Linked DNA regions of Mus musculus: regions 1, 2, 3, 4, 5 and 6 are each linked to region 7. Evidence: chromatin contacts called from public Hi-C, HiChIP or PLAC-seq and promoter capture Hi-C data. All regions are on one chromosome and are shown on one strand. The core of a region is the stretch at or near the end of the contact, and the rest is flanking DNA. Distances in the headings are between cores, read along the strand shown.

Region 1 (2,734 bases), core at 212-2,711, 180 kb before region 7:
ACTCCTGAGGTCAAGGGCTGGAGGGTTTCTTCCTCCAGGTCTTGCAGCCAGGAGCAGGAGTGTGGGGCTCAGGAAAAAGTGCTAAGTGGCGGCAAAGTTTTTATGTATTAGAGAAGTTCTTAAAACTCAGAAAAAAAATACTTTTTTTTAATAAAGGAGATATTTTAAGATCCTTTCCCGGCTCATTTTCGTTTCTTGGGGATGCATTTAACTAGGTGTTAGCTTTCTGCTCCTGAAGGAGGCTGGGTGTTCTTCAGAAACATTCTTTCCGAGGTGGTGTGCACCTGAGCTCTTAGAAACATTGGAGTGCAAGACATCCCCATGTCTTAGTCATGACCAAGGCAGCTCTTATAAGGACAACATGTAATTGGGGCTGGCTTACAGGTTCATAGGTTCTGTCCATTTTCCTCAAGGCAGGAGCATGGCAGCGTCCTGGCAGGCCTGGTGCAGGCAGAGCTGTGAGTTCTACGTCTTTATCTGAAGGCTGCTAGCAGAACATTGGCTCCCAGGCAGTTAGGACAAGGATATTAAAGCCCACACCCACAAAGCCATCCGTACTCCAACAAGGCTAAACCTCCAAACAGTGCCATTCCAAACAGGGCCAAGAATATACAAACCACCACACCCCCTTTCCCCTCCTTGGGGTGATGGTGTCCTTGGGGTGATGGGTATGCTCTTTCTTCTCCTCTCTTCTCCCCTGTTCTCTCCTTTTCCTTCTCTACTCCCACTTTCTACCACTGGATAGCCCCATACTCAAAGTCCTCTTGTCTGATCCTTTGAGCTCCAAGCACAAGCCACCATGCACGGTGCCATTCAGTCTTGTCTTTCAGAAACAGGGTTCCCTAAGGGGCAGGGAAGACTTGCAGCCCCTCCTAGTTCAGACTGAGCCCTGTGTGGACCCTGCAGTGCACAATGTGATTCTCTGCCCAGTGCACAGGTAGAAGCCAGAACACCCAGGGAAACGTGGACGATGGTGTGGGAGGAGGTAGAACCTGGTTAGGAGGCGGGGAGGCGATGATGTCATGTCCATCCCACTCTCTTTGGAGAGCCACGGCTGCTCATATGTCCTTGTGGACCTCAGCCATGCTCACCTGTCAGGGCTGCTCAGTATGTGCGTCCTGCACGGCTTCCCAGCCCACCCCTCCACTCCCAGACCTGCTAGCTTCCTGCACTCGACACCTTTTCAAATTACAGGTAGTCAAGTCTTTCACAGCAGATGCAAGAGCTGTTTGACTTGGTAGCAGCAGAGGGGCTTGAGAGAGGGCTGACTTCCCGCCCCTCTTGTCAGGTAACCTATTGGGGTTCCCACTGCATGCAGACCAGGGGAAGGCCTCGAAGAACAGCCCTCTAGGGAATCCAGCCCATTGCATCTGGGTGAACTAATTGCCTTAGAACCAAACGGACTATTCTTGCCATCTAGTGCCTTTTACCAGCTAGAAAGAGGAAGGAGAGGAAGGAACAACGACCACAGAGAAACAACAGCAGCCTGAGGTTGCGTGGTGGGAAACGCCCTCCTTGACTATATTCAGTTGGGATAAAACTTTGGAAACATCAAGACTGAGAAATTCAGTGCCTCAAAAAACAAGTGCCTTCCCTTGTTGCTGCTAGCCACAGGCATAAGGTGCATCCCTTCTTCCTGGGCCATGACCTCACCTGTCAGATGAAGGGGTACTTTCAGCTGCCCGTACTTACTGGCTGAATATCAGTTCACTTTGTCACCCTGTACATAACCTACGGCACTTGAATTGATGAGAAATATATACTCGCTGTTTTCCTATAAATATTCCTAACAATATCATTTCAAAAAACAGAGGAAACATAGCAATTCACCCTCCCGTTCTCTGCACTCACACACTCCTTTAGAAAGCACAGTGGGGCAGGGGGCAATGACAACATGAACACAGTAGCTTTGCACTGAGTGTACTGTTGGGCCATGCAGTAAACCTGAAGCACCTCAGCTCAGATTTGAGACCTGTGTGTTACGGGCTACGTTCCTTCTACGTATACAAAGTTTTCTGCTCTTACTGAGATATGGTCATGGGGAGAGGAGAATTGGATAGGGGGTTTGTGGAGGGGAAACCGGGGAAGGGGGATAACATTTGAAATGTAAATACATAAAATAACCAATTAAAATATTGTTCATTTATAGAAAACAAAACCTTTTGCTATTTTCCTACCACCATGCCCCAGTATATGTGTCAAATTAGTATAGTTTTGGATTAGATTGTATTCGAATGTTTGAGTTCAAAATTGCAGTTTTGAGTTACTAACTTGAAATTTGTAAACAAATGAATTTTGATTTGAGATGAGGTTAGAATTTCCAACTACTTCTAAAATGACCCTAAATATTCTTCTGCCACTCTGGACTATGTATTTCTGCTAAGCAGTGTTCTTGGCATTAATGACTATAATATTAAAATGTGAATCACCTTTGAAAACACTGGATGTCTTAGGGTTTCCATTGCTGTGAAGAGACACCATTGACCAAGGCAGCTCTTAGAAAGGCAAACATTTACCTGGGGCTGGCTTGCAGATTCAGAGGTTCAGTCCACTGTCCTCATGGCAGGAAGCACAGCAGCATCCAGGCAGACATGGTGCTAGAGGAGAAGCTGAGAGTTCTGCATCTTGATCCAAAGGCAACCAGAAGAGACTCGATCTGGCTAGACTTGAGCATATATAGATATATAAGAACTCAAAGCCCACCCCCACAGTGACACACCCCCTCCAACAAGGC
Region 2 (2,731 bases), core at 9-2,508, 240 kb before region 7:
AAGTGCTAATGTGAGTGTGAACCCTAAAACCACAGAAGCCTTACACACTTCAGAATATCTTACACATGACCTTTGGGATATTTTCAGAATGAAAATACTAAGATTAAAAATTCTGGTGAAATCAAATGCCAGCAAAATTTCCTTTTCTTTCAGCTCTTATGATTTTATTTTTTTGTCGTAGAGTCTCACTATGTAGCCCAGGCTAAGCTCAAGCTCATAGCAATCCTGCTGCCTCAACCTCCTGAATGCTGGGATTACAAGTGTGAGACACCATGAGCAGCAATTTGGATCTTTCAACCTTAAAGCAAGAAGGGTTTCATGCCTGTTAGTTTAGCAGTTGGGAGGTAGATTGGAAGTTCATGATCACCTTCAACCACAAAGAGAATTCAAGGCCAGCCTGGGACACATAAGACAGTATCTCAAAAACAAAAACAAAAACAACCCAACTTTGTATCGCTGCAGTGTCTTTTTTCTGGTTGTTACTTTCAAGATTTTCTGTTTACTATTCTCTGATGTAGTTATCACATTCTTTTGTCTGGTGTGCATATGTATGTGTTCCTCTGCTGGGACTTCATTCAGCATCTCAGATCATTAGTTTTATGGTTTTCATCCACATGGAGAATTTTCAGTTATCTGAGATACTTCTCCTCCACAGCATGTGGCTCCAGCTCAGGGTATGCTTGGCTCCTGGCTATTATCCTGGGGCTCGCAGTGTTTGGGAAAATTCATTGGTTATTTTGTTGCCCTTCCTGAACCCCAAGTTCTTCCTCTGACAGAGATTTTAGACAGTCTTTATTGCTGCATTTTTAAGTTTATTCGCCATTTTGTCTATAGTACCTAGAATGTTGCTTAGTTATTTCTTTTTCATTTTTAAATGTTGTTCATAAAAAAAAAAAGGAAGTTACCTGACTCCTGAGGGGAAGGAAAAAAAGTAGAATTATTATATCACTAGAGCCTAAAGAACAACATTTAAAAATGAAAAAAAAAATTACTAAGTTTCCATCTGTAAGAGAACAAAATTACATATATTTAAAGGCCTTATTTTTTCCCCTCTGGAGTCAGATAACTTTCATTTTTTAAAACAGAGGTAAGTATATTAATGGAGAGAGAGAGAGAGAGAGAGAGAGAGAGAGAGAGAGAGAGAGAGAGAGAGAGAGAGGACAGGCAGACAACACATGCACACATGCACGCATGCACTAAAAATAGCTGCCTGGTTAGATGGCTTGCGTCAGAAACACTCTCTTATCTTGCCAACGGCAACTGCCCTGTTTGGGAAATGGAGTTGTTATCGCTCTGACCCTGACTTCTTGTGTTGCTCAGACATACAGCTGAGTGTGACGTGAGCTGTTACATCTTCACTTTTACCCTGGATGTTGGAGCCACATTTAGAAGCTCAGACCAAAGCAATGACCTTCCTGGTGGTCCAGCCCCTTCTCACTCCCCACCTCAGTACTGGGGCATTGAACCTAGAGCCTTTTTAAGCATAGCATGTGCTGCCAATTCAGCCATATTCCAGCCCCTACACTAAAATTTTAAGGTTTCCTTCATTGTTAAATGCTACACTATCTACTTTTTTTTTTCTGATTACCTGATTTCATCTCTATTGACTGGCTTTGCGTTGTTTGTTTTTTACTTTTGAGACAAGGTCTTATTCTGTAGCTCAGGGTGGCCTCAAACTCCCAAGTTCTGGGATTAGAGGTTTGGCCACCACATCTCAGACTAATGCTCCTTTTGATGATGAATCATAGATATTCTCTCTCTCTCCCCCTCCCTCTTCCTCCACCCTCCTCTCTGTGTTTAGTAATATTTTTGTTAGATGTGGAACATTCAGAATACTACATTGTGAGAGTATGCCAATAGCTTCCTCTAGCAATAGTCTAAACTTTGCTTTGTTTTTGAGACAGGATCTTACTTTGTAGCCCCCACTGGCCTGAAACTCACTATGTAGACCAGGCTGGCCTTGAACTCACAGAGATCTGCCTGACTCTGCCTCCCAAGTGCTTGCATGAAAGAACTGCATCACCTTAATTATCCTTTCCAGGGTAGCTAAATTCTTTGTATATCAGCTCAATCTGCTTGAGGCTGTTTTATTTAGCTTTTTATGGTGACCATTAAGACAGTTTCCCTCAGGGGCAGCATTTCTTGTCTCTCTCACCACCAGCCAATTATGACATCAACCAGTGTCCCGTAATTTACTCAGAGTTTGCATACAAATCTAGTTCAAGGCCTTTAGTTCTATAATCTTTTTTTGTTGTTTTGTTTTTGTTTTTTCCTAAATTTTTTTATTATTTAAATGCATTTTATACATCAATCATATTAATAATATTGAGTATTTTGAGAATCAAGTAATACATAAAAGATTTGTTCAACTTTTATATTCATATCCTTTCATACCCTAAAAATATCATTAATGAACATTTAACACTCTCCATAACTGAGGATCCTATATCTAATGTTGAAAACATTATCTAATTTGTTTCAAAACATACAAAATATTCCTTGGGAATTTAACATAGTAAAAGAGCATAAAATATTAAAAATGAAACATTAAGAAATATATTCAAAAGCCCTTATATGATACCACCTGACATAGTGAGCGAGTGTTTAAAACACATTATATACCTGTGTACATTGTCTAATAATCAGTTTACTTAAAAAAGATTATCAGTGTTTCTAGGAGAGAAATTATTTTATCAGTAAGTATATTTTAAAATTTCAAAATAGCAAAAAC
Region 3 (3,004 bases), core at 120-2,619, 220 kb before region 7:
ATTAGGAACAAAGTATTCAGATTTCTCTAGGGGGTAGAATATCTTTTAGGTCTTTGCATTTGAAGGGATTGATATGCATCCAGCACAAGACATCCCAAGACCAAGTTCTCAGCCCAAAGGAGATTTATTTGCCCCCAAGGAACAAAGGGCAGGGAATACAAGTCAGGTGATAGAGAATGAAGGAGAAGGGGAAAGGAACACTGCCTCTGGATAGAGAGGAGGCAGATGTGGCACATAGGCAAATGACAGTTTATAAAGGTAAAGGGGAAGTCCCCTGTTTAGATGAGGGGTTTATTTTTGATTGTACAGATTAATTAGGGCAGCCAAAGGGAGGGGCCCTTAATAGCCTCAGGGGGCAGGAGTCGGCCAAAAGGGGGACTAGATCTTGGTGGCTGGCTTTAGGAATGTAATGGAACGGTTTTTAACAAGGAAGATGGGCTAGGAGAAGGCAAGGCCTGCCAGAGCCATGCCTGCCATGCTCAGCTCTGCTAGAGCCCCTCAGAATCGACCTGACTCTGCTGAGTATTTCAGAGTGGCAATTGTCCCAGAAGACTTAATGCTCTTTCCAAAAGTGACACATTGTTAATCTTCATAGTAGGCATATTCAGGGTCACTAATTAAAGAGCCCAAAAGAGGACCGCACCATTACATGTATATACCCTTTAGAGATTATCTGGCCAGATAGAGAGGCCTGTCCATTTGTCCCAAACCACGGAGACTGCAAGAGACATTCCCTGTGGTAGGCGTTTGATTCTGGGAAGTCACTAGGACAAACAGAACAGCAGAGACAGCAGAGACCTGTAGCCACTCTCCATATTTTAAAAATGTATCCAACTCCCTCCACATTCTGTCAGAGGTTCAAGATGCATCCTCTGGGTGGGGGTATTATCAGGTTCTAGGGTTGTAGCAGACATGAAGATTACAATTGTTCGTAAGTTCAAAGCTTCCCGTACTCCAGATGGAGTCAAGTTCCGGAAAACAAAACAAAACAAAACAAAAACCAACAACAATAAAACACTTCAAGAGAAGAGGTCGTGTTTCTCCGCTGTCCCGGTTGCAGTCCAGGGAGCAAGTCAGGGCTCCCCCGGAGCTCGGGCGTGAAGAAAACTCGAGAAAAGGCACACGGAGTCCCTCTCGGATGACCATTTACAATCAGATGCAAGGCCAGCAGCGCCCTTCCCACGCCAGCCGGCGCCCGCTTAAGCGCAGTGGCTGAACCCTAGAGGAGGCGGGGTCCCCGGGCGCAGCGCCCAAGTCTGTGCGCTTCCCGGTCCTCCTCCTCCGGGCCGTCACTGGCTGCATCTTTCTGCCCGGCACAATAGAGGCTCCGCCCTCCCTCCGCGCCAGCCCCGCGGCGCCCTGGGCCAGCAGCCCTCCCTTGCCTCCTGCGCTGTGGCCACTGTCCATCTTGCGCCCAGTCTCCGGGTGTCCCGAGTTTCCCGGCGCTAGCCTTCCACCTGAGCTCACGCTGCTGCGGCTTGCCCTCGTCGAGCCGGCGCCCTCCTCTGCTCCCTCAGTCACCTCTTTCTTGTGTCCTCTCTGCACAGTCTAAGCTGCTGGGGTCTGGGAGGAGATGTTCAGGGTCTCTGGGGAGCACAGTCCTGCTCCACTCAGCCACACCCAGCTTTAGACGTTAGACGGTTCTCTGAACATCTACTCTTCCGGACTCCAGTGAAGCCGCCTTCCAGCCTGTCTTTGCTGAGACCTCCGACCCAAGGTGGTCTCTGTAGGGACTAAAGTCCCTACTGTCGCATCTCTCATGGCCTATCCCCTGCCATTGGTTCTCTGCTTTGCTCTGGTGGTGGCACAGGTCTGGGGGTCCACTACACCTCCCACAGGGACAAGCGAGCCCCCTGATGTGCAAACAGTGGAGCCCACGGAAGATGACATTCTGCAAAACGAGGCGGACAACCAGGAGAACGTTTTATCTCAGGTAGGATGAGGAATCGCGTGCCCACCCCTCTTGCCTTGGGGGACCTCAAGGACCTGAGGCTGGTCCTGGATGAAAGATTTATGAGCAGCTGTTTTTCTCTGTATTTTTAGTGAAGTGGATGTTCACTTTTAGTTTATCACACTATATTGCTCGTTTGGTGTTGGACAGGCTTTCTCGTAGACCAGGCTGGCTTCCAGCTCACTTTATAGCTGAGGCTAGTCTTGAACTTCTGGTCCCTCTTACCTGCACTAAGAGTGGAGATTCTACAGCCCTGACTTTAGTTTTGTTGGGTTGTGTTAAAGTACTGTGTTAAAAAGTAAGGGCATGGGTCACAACTGTGGAGTGTTTCAGGCTTACCAAGTCAGGAGAAAGGAGAGGAAAGGAAAATACCACTGAGAAGAAAGGGGTGTGTGTGTGTGTGTGTGTGTGTGTGTGTGTGTGTGTGTGTGTGTGTGTGTGTGTGTGTGATGTAATGGTTGTGAAAAGTCCCTCTTGCCTATGAGACTGCCTGTCAGAATTGGAATGTGTAAACAGGAGGACAAGTTGGAAAGGAGGCAGATGGGATAGGTATAAGCCATGGGAGGTGGTTTATGGCTTCAGAGGAGACACTCGGACAGAAGCACTTGGTGAAGACAGAGTGTGTGATGTGCTACATGTGTGATGCTTATGAGGGGGACTCCAAAACAGAGGGATTTATGTTAAGACCTGGTGTACCTGGAGTGGAGTGTCAGTGCCGAGCCACACAGTTGTGGCTGATTCCCAGAGGGGGCCAAGCGACCCAGGATGGTGATTCGTGCTGTAGTGTGTCCGTTTATGAACTAACTCAGTCCTCAGAACACCCTGATTACCAGCCCTCTCAGAGATGAAGAGCAGAAGCTAAAAGGGAAAGAGGGAGAGCCTGGCTTCCAGCATGCTCCAGCCTGCTTCTCAGGACTGTAAGGGACGCTTCTCACACTTATGTGGCACTCCTGCTTTCCAAAGCTGGCATGCTGGTGTACAGTGGGCGTCTCCTTGGTCCTTGGGATGGATACTGTCCGAGGAAGGATGCTGAGTGCGTTGCCTGTACCTCCT
Region 4 (3,147 bases), core at 289-2,788, 260 kb after region 7:
AGCCATCTCCCCAGATCCCTTCCCCACCCCACGTCCTTCCTTCAAACCAGCACCTATGATCTATAGAATAATGGGTTTCATTGTGACATTTTCATTCATGTAGGATTCTGATTGCGTTCACCCTCTTATGCCCCTCCCCCTCCCAGTGGACCCCACCTGCTTCCCCCTATACCCTCTTCTCACTTCACGTGGACTTTTGTTCTTGTTGTTTGGTTGTTGAGATAAGGCCTTTCTATGCATCCCTGACTGGCCTGGAACTTACTATGTAAACCTGGTTGGCTCACATTTAGAGGTCTGACTCCTCCAAGTTCTGAGGTTAGAGGCGTCACCATGCTTTCGTGTTTGAGTGTGTGTGTGTGTGTGTGTGTGTGTGTGTGTGTGTGTGTCTGAGCTCAGAGATGCTTGCACACGTGGGAGGTTATTCCCAGGAGCATGGACCACCTACCAGTGTGGCTGGTTACAACACTGAAAAGAAGATCCTGCCCTCTCCAGAACTATTAACATAAAGGGCGGGGCCTTGTGAGCCCCTCCCCCAGCAACAGTTAACGCCTCCATAGCTCCAGGAAGGAGGGGGGGCCTCATGAGTCCCTTCCCTGTTTTTTGGAGACAGGATCCTACTACATAGCCAAGGCTGGTCTTGAACTTGAGATCCTCCTGCCTCCACTTCCTGGATACTGGGATTACAGGCGTGCACAGCCATATCTGGCTCTTAAGTATCTTTGGACAACTTGGGTTTTTTCCTTTTTTTAAAACTTAAGACTTTGTAACTGACAAGCCCTCTTTAGTTCTAACACCCCAATAGATGAGTAGATGGACTTAACAGAAATTTCAATGAGTCTCTCAGGGTTCCTTGGTTTTATAGCTAATAGGCTCAGGCCCTGGTACCTACTCAGTTTCCCACCCTACGTTCTGATTTGCCATATCCTAACCAACACTATGAAGCTATATCTTGGGTCCTGTGACTGTAGGGGGATGGAGGAGACAGGAGTCACTTAAGGACCAAGGATAAGACATATATTTCCTTTTGGGAACAAACCAGTTGGTTGCTTCCTAAGCAGTGTGCCTTTGTTATCCTGTGAGCAGCATCTTGGCAGCGCCCAATTCCCACTGTGAACATTTCATTCACCTTATTCTTCAGTGTACAAAGCAGGCCATCACTACAGTGTGTGATGGATGAGGGGTTAGGCTTAGTTCATTATACCACAGTGTCTCACACACTCAGCTCACGGGGGTTGGGGGGTCTCAAAGTTTGTTTAAATAGTTGAAGATGTCATTCAAAGACAACCTGGAAATTCTGAAGCAGACTTAACTATGTTGGGGAAACAGCTATTTACATGACAGTTATCCCTGATTTGTTTTGGACACATGCAAAGTATAGTAACTGAGGCAAATGCAGCGGTCCTGCTCAGTGGTCCTGGGATTTTGGAAGCAGAGGCAGGAGGACGGGGTGTTCAAGGTATCCATGGCTACTTCTCAGTTCATTTTCTCATGTTTGTTTGGGCCTCTATACTCTAAAATGAAAATGAACCTACGTTTCAGAGAGAAAGGAAGAGGGTAGTGTAAACCACAGAATGTAGCCCAACCCCTGCTGACCGGGAGTAACTCCCAGAAGGCTGGCCTTCTGCAGTTGCCAGGCAACAAGTGTAAACAGCACTGGATCATGGCCACTAACTACAGTGCCAACCAGGTAAGCGCTTGCTCGTCACCCTTTTACATTTGAGTTTATGTTCCAGATGCTGCCCTTGACTGCCCGCTCCCATCAGACTCTGACTGGGTTGAGGCGGTGCTTCATCTCATGGGTGGGAGGGCCCAGGAACAAGCAAAGAGGATCTGGGTTAAATCTGTAGACCGTAAGCCAGGAAGCAGTGATTTTATTTGTACAGGCCAGAGTAAGCAGTTTAGGCTTTGTAAGTCAAGTGACAAAGTCATATCTATTTATATGAAAGTTAGCACTAATTTGTTTCAGAAAAATTCAAAATATAGGGGTAGAGATGCTCCCCAGTGGTCCCCGAGGCAGGAGGATGGGTGTTCAAGGCATTCTGGGGCTACATACTGAGTCCAAGGCTAACCTGAGCTTCAAGAGAACCCCTCCCCCTCCACACACACACAGAGAGAGAGAGAAAGAGAGAGAGAGAGAGAGAGAGAGAGAGAGAGAGAGAGAGAGAGAGAGAGAGAGAGAGAATGAAAACAAGGACACAAAATAGTCACTGATGGTTCGAGGCCAGCCTGGTCTACATAGAGAGTTCCAGGCCAGCCAGAGTCTTGTAGTAAGAAAAGAAACAAAATATTGCCTACACATTTTTGGAGTTCCTTTGGAGAAAATATTTTCCTTCTTTAGTATTCCCAGTTTAGTGTTGTTCTTTTTCTTCGTTTATGTGTATGTGTGTGAGTAGGTAGACAGGTAAGGTTTTGCTACTACCTACCTATCCCAGACTGGACCACAAAGTCACAACCCTCCTACCTTCCTCTGCTAAGCGTGAGGCTTACAGGTGTGTGCCACCTTGGCCAACTACCTTCTGTCAAAGCAACACAAATGGTTGTTTTATGTCTACAAATATTTTTACAAATGGTCTATTTTTACAAATAAAAAACGTTCTTGCCAGGGAGGCAGGGACAGAAGGGTGGAACCCAGCCTCAAAGAAAGAAAGAAAAAGAGAGAGAGAGAGAGAGAGAGAGAGAGAGAGAGAGAGAGAGAGAGAGAGAGAGAGAGAGAGAGAGAGAGAGGAAAGAAAGAAAGAAAGAAAGAAAGAAAGTGGCGTTTTCTGCCCCTTGGCCTTCTAAAAGCAGGTAGCAATGTGGATTTGGTTACCATCCCTTGGTCTAATCTAGCAGTCTCCAGCAGTGTGTCACAAACATAATTTAAAAGGTTTTAGCAGCTATGTGAAAATTAAAAATTAAATTTTGTAATGCTCAGTAGAATATAATAAACCTCAAACATTAACATTTAATTGCATTTTTAAAAAGTCTAACCACACACACACACACACACCTATTTTATACCAGCTCCTTAAAATCCATTTTTCCCCACTAGCGCTGAGGACCATAGCTCTGTACATGCTAGATAAGCACTGTAACTCAGAGCTACACCCCTGGTACACATCTTGAGCAAACAGATTATAATCTCATACTTACCTAGCACGCACAAGA
Region 5 (2,845 bases), core at 73-2,572, 200 kb before region 7:
TACACCGAATTCCATTGCTGGCTTACAGGCTCAGAACTCTTGGGTAAAGAAACTCATTATAGTGAGGCTAAGGGGGCATATCTGGGGGGCTTGGGAACTTTCGAGTACATGTGTTCTGAAGACACATGGGGACTCTGAGACAACAGGCACTGGAAGAGTATGGTGTGTGGACTTCCCCAATAAGTCAAAAGCAGGAGGGCGGTGGTGTCGCACACCTTTAATCCCAGCACTTGGGAGGCAGAGGCAGGCGAATTTCTGAGTTCAAGGCCAGCCTGGTCTACAAAATGAGTTCCAGGACAGCCAGGGCTACACAGAGAAACCCTGTCTCGAAAAAAAAAACAAAAACAAAAAACCAAAAAAACAAAACAAAAAAAAAGAAGTCAAAAGCAATCCCATGCTGTAAAGCAAGAAACAGTAGTCATTACCTGGCTTTTGATGTTTTTGAAACATTATATTCCCTCATAAATAATTTGTCTTATTTTTGAGTGTCCCTTACGTATTGGTCACTGAAACATGTGTTTAGCCTGGTGGGTGGGTCACCCCTAAGGGACCTTGAAATCACCCCACAAAGAGGTGTGAAGGTACCTGAAATCACCCCAAAGCCAGGAGCTCTGGGAACCAGAAAGGGACGTGAAGGTGTCTGCCCCTCACACTTGGCTCCTGTGCCTCTCATCTCAGCCCCCGCTGCCCAGTGCAGCCAGCATTTCCTTACCTTCTGCTTCCAGCTTCCCAGTCAGCCAGCTAAGCTGGAGAATGCGGTCTGTTGTCTTGATGACACATTCTGTGGTACATTCAGAAACCCTGCTCAGATTTCCCGAGGGCAAACTACAAACCAAATCAAACACACCAAACTCTTTTTCTCCTTGCTCAGCAAAGTCCTTCCCGGGCCTTCCCTGAGTCCCCACAGCACACAGTGCTGAAGTTAGCACAATCCACCCAGCCAGGCTAGAAGCAGAGAGGGAGATACAGGATGCCCAGAGGTAGGCTCATTCTCTCGGTGTGTACGCAGCAGCCCTGTGTCTTTGGTGAGCGCCACGCTGCAACAGGGGAGATGGTTTTAGCTGGTTATTTTTGTTTCTTGCAAATGATGCCAGACAATTCTTGGAACGGCTAGTAATTATTTTGTAAGGTGGTCTTCCAACGTGGTCCTTGTCTAGAAGGTTGGCAGGGAGGCCCGGAGATCAGGTTGGTAGTGGAAAGGCACTGTGGGTGTGGGAACACTGGATGCCAGGAGGTGAAATCATTTGGCAGACTCTTGGATGAACAGAGAGGCAATCAGAATGTGGTGGGGGTAGCTGCCGCCCAGTTCAACTTGCCGCCAGCGAATCCAAGGAAATTATATGTTGTCTGGCAAAGGCTGTCCACCGTCTTGCTCCATATCCTTGGCTGGGACAAAGAACTGCAGTCCCTGCCCTTTCCCGAGAGCCTGGACCTAAAGTCAGTTCCTGGGGTTTGCCACAAAGAAATGACAGCTGGCTTCTCTGACATGGAGGGAAACCAGCGCCAGCAATTAGTTGCCCCTGGGCATTTGAGGTAGAGGCTGTGGCAGGAGCCTCTTGTCAACCTCCCAGGCAGCTCTTTCCACTGGGAAATGAAACATCTTCCACGTCCATGCACAGGGCAGTTGCCAGACCACAGCCCTGAAGACATGGAGATGGTGGCCACTTTTTGGAAGGCTAATAAGTAGACCTGAGGTCACAGTCAATGTGGCTTAATGTAAGGAGGAACACAGGCCCAGGAAGTAACCGTGGGGCCCACTTGGTGATTGTGTGACTTCACTTGTATCCTTCTCAGCTACTTCCCTGGGTGGAGTTTCAACTAAGTTACTGAATGGCTGTTTCCTTATCCAGGAAATGCTGGTAGCATTACCTTGCTCCATTGCTATGAGGATTAAAAATAATATTCTATATTGGGTTGGCTGTAATAGGTGCTCACTAAAATGGCACCACCAACAAGCAAGCATGCCCATCCTTCTGGTAGAGGTTGCCTTATAAGAGGCTTGAGGGAGGTACAGAGATGGCATGGAGGACCGACACCACCAAGGGCACAGCTGGCATACTAGCATGTGTTGTGCTCTCCCGGGTAGTTCTTTTACCCCAGTGAAGGGGGATTGACAAGGATGTGTGCACATTTTTCCAGCTGCCCATCACTACCTCATGTCAAAGAGACGGCCATATTTAGGGATGGCCATGTCTGTTGCACAGTCTGGTTAAACTCTCTTCATGCATGGGAAAACAAGCAGAGATGACAGGAGATGTGGTTAGAAGTGAGCATGGTGGGTTTTCTCCAGGCTGGATCCTAAAGGTCAGAGTGAAAGCCCTGTTTTCCCCCCTCTGTACACACCGAGGTGGTGGGATGGGGAGACAGTCTGGCCATGATGACTGGACTGGATCTCTACAGCTAATCTCTACAGCTAAGGCCCTCTTGGGAAGTGCGACTGTATTTGACTGTGGCCTGTGCTCCATCACTGTTCGTCCTGTCCCATGTCTCTGATCAGGGAGTGACCTGACCTTCCATTTTGTCCCCTCTGAGGAGCAGTATGAAGAACGGTTTCTGCAGGAGGAAACTGTGTCACAGCAGATCAACTCCATCGAACTCCTGAGGACGCAGCCACTGGTCCCTCCTGCAGCGATGAAGCCGCAGCGGCCCCTGCAGAGACAGGTGCACCTGAGAGGTCGGCTGGCCTCCAAGCCCACCGTCATCAGGGGAATCACCTACTATAAAGCCAAGGTCTCTGAGGAGGAAAATGACATAGAAGAGCAGCGTGAGTCCGGGTCAGAGGGTCAGGGATTTCATCCTTAGTGCAGGGATGCAGTTATCCCAGAGTTTGCTGAGAAGCCTTGGA
Region 6 (2,936 bases), core at 275-2,774, 220 kb after region 7:
TCCCCTCCCCCAGCCTGAAACCTGCTTGCTCAGGGGTGGAGCTTCCCGCTCAATCGTTCTGCCACGCCCACTGCTGGAACCTACCGCTTTGCTGTTTGGAGCTACACACGTGGTCACCCTGCTACTGGATTCCGAGATTATTTGGCGGGAATTGGGCCCCTCCCCCTTCCTTCATAACGGAGTGCCAAAATAGTAAAAATTGAACCTTGAGCAGAGAGAGACCTTTGTCTTGGTTCCTTCCTTATCTCGCGCAGCCCAGCCCCTCTTCTCTTCCAGGTTTCCAAAATACCTTTCCAGGCTAGAACTCAGGTTGTGATCTACTGGCCAGACACAACAGCTCTATCCCAGAATTCTTTTTGCCTCCTGGATCATCCACCTTCTGTTTCCTGCTAAAGCCATGGGCTTTTTAACTGACAAATGTTGCATCTACAATAACACAAGATTTTTTTTTCCTCTATGGACTTCTTTTAGTTGTCACCAAATATAGTCCCTGGTTTTGTAAGTGTGGGCACTTCTGTTTCTGCCCCAGTTCCCAAATAATGGCATGGAATCTATATTTATTTAAGAATGCCTAGGCCTTATGCTAGGCTTGTTGCCCTCTGGCTCATAACCTAATTATCCCATTTACACTAATCTAAGTTTTGTCACGAGGCTGGTTAGTTGTCTATCATCAGTTTCATATGTCCAGCTTCCTCCCAGTCTGGGTGGCCAATCTCCCGTGCCTGACTCCTTTCCAGAGTTGTCCTCTGTCTCTGGAAGTCCCACCTTGTTACTCTGGTTTTTTGTTGTTGTTGTTGGTGGTGGTGGTTTGTTTTTTTGTTTGTTTTGTTTTTGTTTTTCTGCTATAGGCCATAGGCTTTTTATTTTAACCAATCAGAAGATGATGGAGAAGTTTCATTTTACAACCTTATGGGCTCAGGTTACTGTCCTCTGTTCAGACTGCCTTTGTTTGTTGCAAGAAATATTAAAAAGAATGAACCAGCTTGTTCCTGCACTTGTGTTAGCAACTTGGTGCCCCGGTGGCCTGGATGGCCATGCACTGGCGGGCAATGGACGATCTGTTTTCATCTCGTGGAGACTCTCTGGCCTGAAGCTCCCAAAACTTCTCCACTCAGCTTGCTAGGTTCCCACTGGCCGGTCGCTATCACTCCAGCCCCATGCTTTAAAACTTTTGTGGTGCACATCAAGCAAACCCACCATGCTTCGCCGCTGTACCTTTCTCTCTTGAACCCAGACAAGCCACTGTGTGAAGGAAGATGCAACACACACTTAGTTCAGAAACAGCAGTAACTCAATTGCTGTGCGCAACAACTAAAATCCTAACTTTGTAAACCATATTAAATCTAAATCCTCTGGTGGTGAATCCTACAGATCCGCCACTGAAGCCAGGAGACACTAGTAATTACATCTTGTCCTAAGCTATCCCTATCCAAAAAGACTTAACTCTCTCCTGCTTCCTCTCTTCCTCTGTCCAATCTGGAAGTCCTTCCTACTTGCCCAGTGATTGACTCTTTCATTTTAAGAGGATTGGTTCACAAGAAGTCACCTGAGTATGTGACTCACTCCTTGTCTACAACCCCTCCCAGGAGAGTGGAATTAGCATCAAAATACAAACAGCATCTGCTATTCACAACATTTGTTTAAACTCTTAAACTTGTCTTTACTGTTTTCCCCAATCTGTAAGATCCTTAAGGGATCTAATTGTGTAACAAAATCTGTCTACAGAGGGCAGGCAGCTTTTCTGGAGGCCCACAGTTATCTGTTTCAAATGAGTGTCAATATGTCTTAGATAGCTAAGTTAATGTTTAAAGAGAAATTATAAGTAGTGCCAATACAGTACAAAAAGGCCTCATCACTTTGATCAAGCCTTTCATCAAAAACAAAACAAAACAAAAATAGTCTGGGCAATGGTGGCTCATGCTGTTTATCCCAATGCTCTGGAAGCAGAGACATGAACATCTCTGAATTCAAGGCCAACCTGGTCTACAAAGTGAGTTCCAGGCCAGATGGCCAAAGCTACACAGACCAAGTCTGTCCCAAAAATACCCACCCCCAAAATAAAATATCACTGTTAGGATCTGGTGAGATAGCTCAGCAGTTAGAAGCACACACTGCTAATCCAGAGGACCCGAATGATATCCACAGCATCTATGTATAACTCCCACTTCAGAGGGTCCACTGCCTCTGGCCTTTGTTGTCACCTGTACTCACATGCACAGATACAAATACATAATTAAAAATAAAAATATTTAAAATTGCAATGTTGGGTATGATCACTTGTATGGGAAACGTTGCTCCACCTAGTCCCATAAATCCAGGCATTTCCTTGAGCTATCCATCCCTTTGGTCCTGAGCCACTGCTATCTATTATGAGTTGCTATTCACCTCGTAGCCCAACAGTGTTGACAGGACTGGCTTATGTTGCTCAATCTGGCTCAGGTCCAAGGAGGAGCCAGGTTGTATATTTTTGCTTCTCTGTGCCTGTCACACCTCAATTGTTTAAACCCTTTATATCATCAAATTCTCTAGAACAGGTGTGTGTGTGTGTTTCAGACTTTAAAGTCTGTGGTGGTTTGAACATGCTTGGCCCAGGGACAGGTCCTATTAGGAGGTATGACCTTCTTGGAGTAGATATCGCCTTGTTGGAGGAACTGTGTCACTGTGAGGGTGGGCTTTAAGACCTTCCTAGCTGCCTGGATGCTTAGTCTTCTCCTGTTTGCCTTTGGAACAAGATGTAGAACTCTCAGCTCCTCCAGTGCCAGGGCTGCCTAGACACTGCCATGCTTCTTGCCATGGTGATAATGAACTGAACCTCAGAACCTGTAAGCCAGTCCCAATTAAATGTTGTCCTTTATAAGAGTTGCCGTGGTCATGGTGTCTCTTCACAGCAATGGAAACCCTAAATAAGGTAGACGTTGGAACCAAGGACTAGGGTA
Region 7 (3,184 bases), core at 411-2,910:
ACTACAAAGAACTGCGCATTGTTGAAGAATCAAGATTAGGAGTTAGGAAAATGCAGCTGAGAATCAGACTCTAGGACAAAAACGATACCATCAGGAAGTGCCTTTTAGTTATACTTTAAGAAATGCCACAAACATAATGGTCAAATGATTGAGAAAACTAATTCTAATTGTAACTACCCAACATATCTAAGTAGACTTGTTAAGAACATTAGCATTAGGAAGAATCTAGGCTTGGGGGGGGGGGGGGGAGCAAGTGTTACAGAGTAGAAAAACCAGAGGCACAGACTTCAAAGTTAGATAAGCCTGGTTCTGATCCTACTTTATCACTTACTCGTCTAAGACTCAGAGAACAGATTCTGTCAACCTCTGTTTCAACATCTATAGGATGGCGGGACCTCATTGGACTGTTATGAACATAACATAAATAACACATGTAGTGTGCTTAGCAAAATAAAGTCCTAAACAAGTGACTGCTGTTACTATAACAAAAGCATTTAGCTGGGGAAATGAACTGGAGAATGAACATTTAAAGGTTTTTTTTTTCCAGAAAGTTGTCAAAATCGGCCCAAAGATTAAAATAAACCTTTTATAGATTGTAATTGTAGAGAGCATCTGCCACTGTTAAATTAAACTAGGATTCCAACACTTCCTAGTTGAGGGCCCACTCATGTTATAGTGGAATGTTAGTCCATGAAAAAAAAGTGTCCCCAAAACTGAAGGACAATGTAGTCTCACTACAGGATCCATTGAGCCACCTACAGAACTCCATTCACATATTAACACACATAATCCTGTTAACATTCTGTCTTGAAATCGAGAAGGGACTATCAGCTTTCTCTAAGGATTTGGATGCCAAAGCTTGTTCCTTGTCATTCTCTGGTCCATCCTTCCTGAACACTAAAAATAGACTTAACAAGAGATTTCAGAGCTGTGTTTGGACAGCAGTCAGGATTACATCAGTTTGTGTTAGATCTAGTAATCAGGGACACGAGGTCAGGTGCTTGGGAGAGTTTCTTCTTTGCCAATTTGGATCTATGTCTTAAACCAACAGTTCAAGCTGGGAGCCAAGGATTTTCTTCTGTATTTTAACCAAGTTTTCTCAACATATCTCGTACACGTTCAGTGCGCGCGCGCGCACACACACACACACACACACACTCACACACACACATACACACACACACACTCAGCGCTCCCCAGCCACACGCCCACAGTCTGAGAAAATAGCTTGGAGCCTTTGGGGCAGCTACAATCATCATCCTACTAAGTTCTGGTCCCTCACGATCACCTGGAATTTCCACCAGGAACACACGCTGAAAAACTACAGCAATTTCAATTAGAACATCATTCCATTATTGCTACGGCCAGGACAGAAGCCCAGAGGCTCTGCCAGCCTCTTCTACGACCCTCAACCCGTGGCCTCGCTCCCCGGACACGGGTCGTCCACACCTGTCACCGCCACCGGGCGGAAATCGGGAGGAGAAAAAAACCCGCAGACGCGGCCCGACCTAGCTCGGGTACATTCGCAGATCCACTCACCCCAGTCTTCATCTGGTCCATGAGGAAGAACCGGACTAAAAGGCGACTCCATGGCGCCGGCAACACAAGCCGGCTTCCCCGAAACAGACACCTCTCCCTCACAACTCGGATGGGTGAGTAACCTGAAACGGCGGCGGCCGGAGGACAAAATAAGCTGAACGCTGACACGGACGGTGGCCGGGCGGAGGCAAACTATCTCACCGCACGCGGGAACTGGGATCCAAAGCTAAGGAGACGTCAGCAGATAAGCAAACTCAATAGACTTGTGAGTAAATATTTCCCTACGAGGATTTCAGCACTTTCTGTCCCGCTGTGGGGTTTTGTGGTTGTTCTTTTTTGTTTCTCTCTCCCTCTCTCTCTTTTTTTTTTTAAATTGAGCGAAGAGCACGCAGATTTTACCGCTTTGTTAAAATTCGCTGATAGTACTAAAACTGAAAAGTCTCCTGATCATAGTGGCTTGTTCTTTGTGCTTAATACTACGATATAGACATCTCAGAACGAAATTAGAAATTGACAGTAAACCTGATTCTGTATTTATAAATGCTTTTCAATCGCTGTAAAAATTTTCCACGTACACGGTAAATAAAGAAAAATACAAATTTCCGACATGTGTTAGAACCACTCCTTTACTGGGACAGAATCCGAGGTAAACTTTCTCACAAATAATACTTGTAGAAAACCCACCTTCAAACAAATTTAAACAAAGAAAATATATAAGATAAATTCTCCATGTCCGCACTTACCTCCTAAAGAAGAGTTTCTAAAACTCGCAATAAGCTGTCAATCTCTTATTACTAAAATCCAAAATTCTAAATATTTTTAGAGAAGAATCATGCATCACGGATTCCAACTGGAAAATGTGAGCAATTTGAAACAACAGTTTCGAGAACCTACTTAGTGTTGTTTACTTTTCGGTTTTACTCGATTTCAGTAGCCAGGGACTGCATTCAAACCCAGACGGTGAATGAACACGGATCCCTCTAGGACCGAGAGGAACTTTTCCCATGGTTACAAACAAACATAAATGCTTCCCAGAATCCTCCGAGCTCCTCGTGGCTGCGGTTACTACCGATTGCGATTGCGGAATGCAACAAGGTGAGAGGAAAGCCAGGTCAGAATTCGTGAAGTCCGGCTGGGACCACACCCGCATACACACGTGCAATGCACCGCCCGCGCGCACATACATACATATATACATACACACACATACATACACACATACATACACACATGCATGTGCAATACGCAGCACGCGCGTGCACATACATGCATACATACACGAACACACGCACACTCGCGATTCTGAAGTCCCCCTACGACAAATGACATTCCTTTCGTCGTTGGAATTATATATATATAAATTTTAAAAAAAAAATTTTTTTTTCGAGACAGGATTTCTCTGTGTAGCCCTGGCTGTCCTGGAACTCTGTAGCCTCAGAAATCCGCCTGCCTCTGCCTCCCGAGTGCTGAGATTAAAGGCGTGTACCACCACCGCCCAGCCTTTAGTCCATTTTTTATATTTACTTTTACCATGTTTAAACCTGTTTGTAAATATATATGTTGAGTGTTGGGGAATTTCTTTTTTAATTCACATAAATGTATAACACGGAAATGTTCTCCAAATTATTGTCACTAGGCATTCATT

The links. Promoter capture Hi-C pulls out the DNA fragments that hold promoters and counts their contacts. Hi-C and Micro-C count contacts between places; a contact is called where the count stands out from the background. HiChIP or PLAC-seq counts read pairs in DNA pulled down with a chosen protein or histone mark. Capture Hi-C pulls out chosen DNA fragments and counts their contacts.
Region 1: an H3K4me3 HiChIP or PLAC-seq map of bone marrow-derived macrophages shows a contact between it and region 7, with 2.5 times the contacts expected there. The contact joins the enhancer-like site here to the promoter of Atf6 in region 7. A contact is called at or near these places in 1 of 39 promoter capture datasets (liver), 1 of 484 Hi-C or Micro-C datasets (liver), 3 of 115 datasets of contacts at active chromatin or transcription factors (the NIH/3T3 cell line, bone marrow-derived macrophages and embryonic stem cells) and 1 of 9 other capture datasets (pancreatic islet).
Region 2: a contact with region 7 is called in a Hi-C map of the G1E-ER4 cell line, with 3 times the contacts expected there. The contact joins the enhancer-like site here to the promoter of Atf6 in region 7. A contact is called at or near these places in 5 of 39 promoter capture datasets (the C10 cell line, the HPC-7 cell line, HPC-7-derived erythroid cells and 3 more), 2 of 15 datasets of contacts at CTCF or cohesin (embryonic stem cells and stem cell-derived epiblast-like cells), 3 of 484 Hi-C or Micro-C datasets (the G1E-ER4 cell line and myocytes), 22 of 115 datasets of contacts at active chromatin or transcription factors (the 230-238 cell line, the NIH/3T3 cell line, the SCID.adh cell line and 16 more) and 3 of 9 other capture datasets (adipose tissue, embryonic stem cells and pancreatic islet).
Region 3: a contact with region 7 is called in a promoter capture Hi-C map of 3T3-L1-derived adipocytes, with 7 times the contacts expected there. The contact joins the promoter of Olfml2b here to the promoter of Atf6 in region 7. A contact is called at or near these places in 25 of 39 promoter capture datasets (the 3T3-L1 cell line, 3T3-L1-derived adipocytes, the C10 cell line and 16 more), 3 of 15 datasets of contacts at CTCF or cohesin (the NIH/3T3 cell line, embryonic stem cells and stem cell-derived epiblast-like cells), 5 of 484 Hi-C or Micro-C datasets (Sertoli cells, adipose-derived mesenchymal stem cells, muscle stem cells and 2 more), 26 of 115 datasets of contacts at active chromatin or transcription factors (the 230-238 cell line, the NIH/3T3 cell line, the SCID.adh cell line and 17 more) and 4 of 9 other capture datasets (adipose tissue, embryonic stem cells, macrophages and 1 more).
Region 4: a contact with region 7 is called in a promoter capture Hi-C map of adipose tissue. The contact joins the promoter of Cfap126 here to the promoter of Atf6 in region 7. A contact is called at or near these places in 8 of 39 promoter capture datasets (the 3T3-L1 cell line, the C10 cell line, the HPC-7 cell line and 3 more), 3 of 484 Hi-C or Micro-C datasets (CD4 T cells, forebrain and rod photoreceptor), 15 of 115 datasets of contacts at active chromatin or transcription factors (the 230-238 cell line, the SCID.adh cell line, bone marrow-derived macrophages and 10 more) and 3 of 9 other capture datasets (adipose tissue, liver and pancreatic islet).
Region 5: a contact with region 7 is called in an H3K4me3 HiChIP or PLAC-seq map of bone marrow-derived macrophages, with 2.6 times the contacts expected there. The contact joins the enhancer-like site here to the promoter of Atf6 in region 7. A contact is called at or near these places in 1 of 39 promoter capture datasets (neutrophils) and 9 of 115 datasets of contacts at active chromatin or transcription factors (the 230-238 cell line, the NIH/3T3 cell line, bone marrow-derived macrophages and 4 more).
Region 6: a contact with region 7 is called in an H3K4me3 HiChIP or PLAC-seq map of embryonic stem cells, with 6 times the contacts expected there. The contact joins the enhancer-like site here to the promoter of Atf6 in region 7. A contact is called at or near these places in 6 of 39 promoter capture datasets (the 3T3-L1 cell line, the C10 cell line, the HPC-7 cell line and 2 more), 1 of 15 datasets of contacts at CTCF or cohesin (the NIH/3T3 cell line), 3 of 484 Hi-C or Micro-C datasets (B cells, pro-B cells and rod photoreceptor), 9 of 115 datasets of contacts at active chromatin or transcription factors (the 230-238 cell line, the SCID.adh cell line, bone marrow-derived macrophages and 4 more) and 2 of 9 other capture datasets (adipose tissue and liver).

What each region holds. Positions count from the first base shown.
Region 1 is chr1:170,682,615-170,685,348 of GRCm38.p6, forward strand. It overlaps Olfml2b (olfactomedin-like 2B), which reads left to right. Exons shown (of 8, transcript NM_177068.4): 8 at 1-175. Among named protein-coding and RNA genes, the nearest start is that of Olfml2b, 39 kb to the left of the region's middle. Within about 2 kb of position 1,462, at least 5 of the 459 cell types and tissues checked have an H3K27ac peak or open chromatin away from gene starts, as enhancers often do. A contact at or near this core is called in bone marrow-derived macrophages, where this site is marked.
Region 2 is chr1:170,621,888-170,624,618 of GRCm38.p6, forward strand. No RefSeq gene overlaps it. Among named protein-coding and RNA genes, the nearest start is that of Olfml2b, 21 kb to the right of the region's middle. Within about 2 kb of position 1,259, at least 45 of the 459 cell types and tissues checked have an H3K27ac peak or open chromatin away from gene starts, as enhancers often do. A contact at or near this core is called in the G1E-ER4 cell line, the SCID.adh cell line and pro-B cells, where this site is marked.
Region 3 is chr1:170,643,163-170,646,166 of GRCm38.p6, forward strand. Olfml2b (olfactomedin-like 2B) reads left to right here and starts at 1,370. Exons shown (of 8, transcript NM_177068.4): 1 at 1,370-1,933. The coding sequence starts at 1,760.
Region 4 is chr1:171,121,507-171,124,653 of GRCm38.p6, forward strand. It overlaps Cfap126 (cilia and flagella associated protein 126), which reads left to right and starts at 1,539. Exons shown (of 5, transcript NM_001379426.1): 1 at 1,539-1,687. The coding sequence starts at 1,661.
Region 5 is chr1:170,664,034-170,666,878 of GRCm38.p6, forward strand. It overlaps Olfml2b (olfactomedin-like 2B), which reads left to right. Exons shown (of 8, transcript NM_177068.4): 5 at 2,539-2,764. Among named protein-coding and RNA genes, the nearest start is that of Olfml2b, 21 kb to the left of the region's middle. Within about 2 kb of position 1,323, at least 65 of the 459 cell types and tissues checked have an H3K27ac peak or open chromatin away from gene starts, as enhancers often do. A contact at or near this core is called in the NIH/3T3 cell line, bone marrow-derived macrophages and embryonic fibroblasts, where this site is marked.
Region 6 is chr1:171,088,552-171,091,487 of GRCm38.p6, forward strand. No RefSeq gene overlaps it. Among named protein-coding and RNA genes, the nearest start is that of n-TGgcc14, 8.1 kb to the left of the region's middle. Within about 2 kb of position 1,525, at least 8 of the 459 cell types and tissues checked have an H3K27ac peak or open chromatin away from gene starts, as enhancers often do. A contact at or near this core is called in embryonic stem cells, where this site is marked.
Region 7 is chr1:170,866,111-170,869,294 of GRCm38.p6, forward strand. Atf6 (activating transcription factor 6) reads right to left here and starts at 1,661. Exons shown (of 16, transcript NM_001081304.1): 1 at 1,540-1,661. The coding sequence starts at 1,591. It overlaps Gm9929 (a long non-coding RNA gene), which reads left to right and starts at 1,720. Exons shown (of 2, transcript XR_003948181.1): 1 at 1,720-1,804; 2 at 2,471-3,184.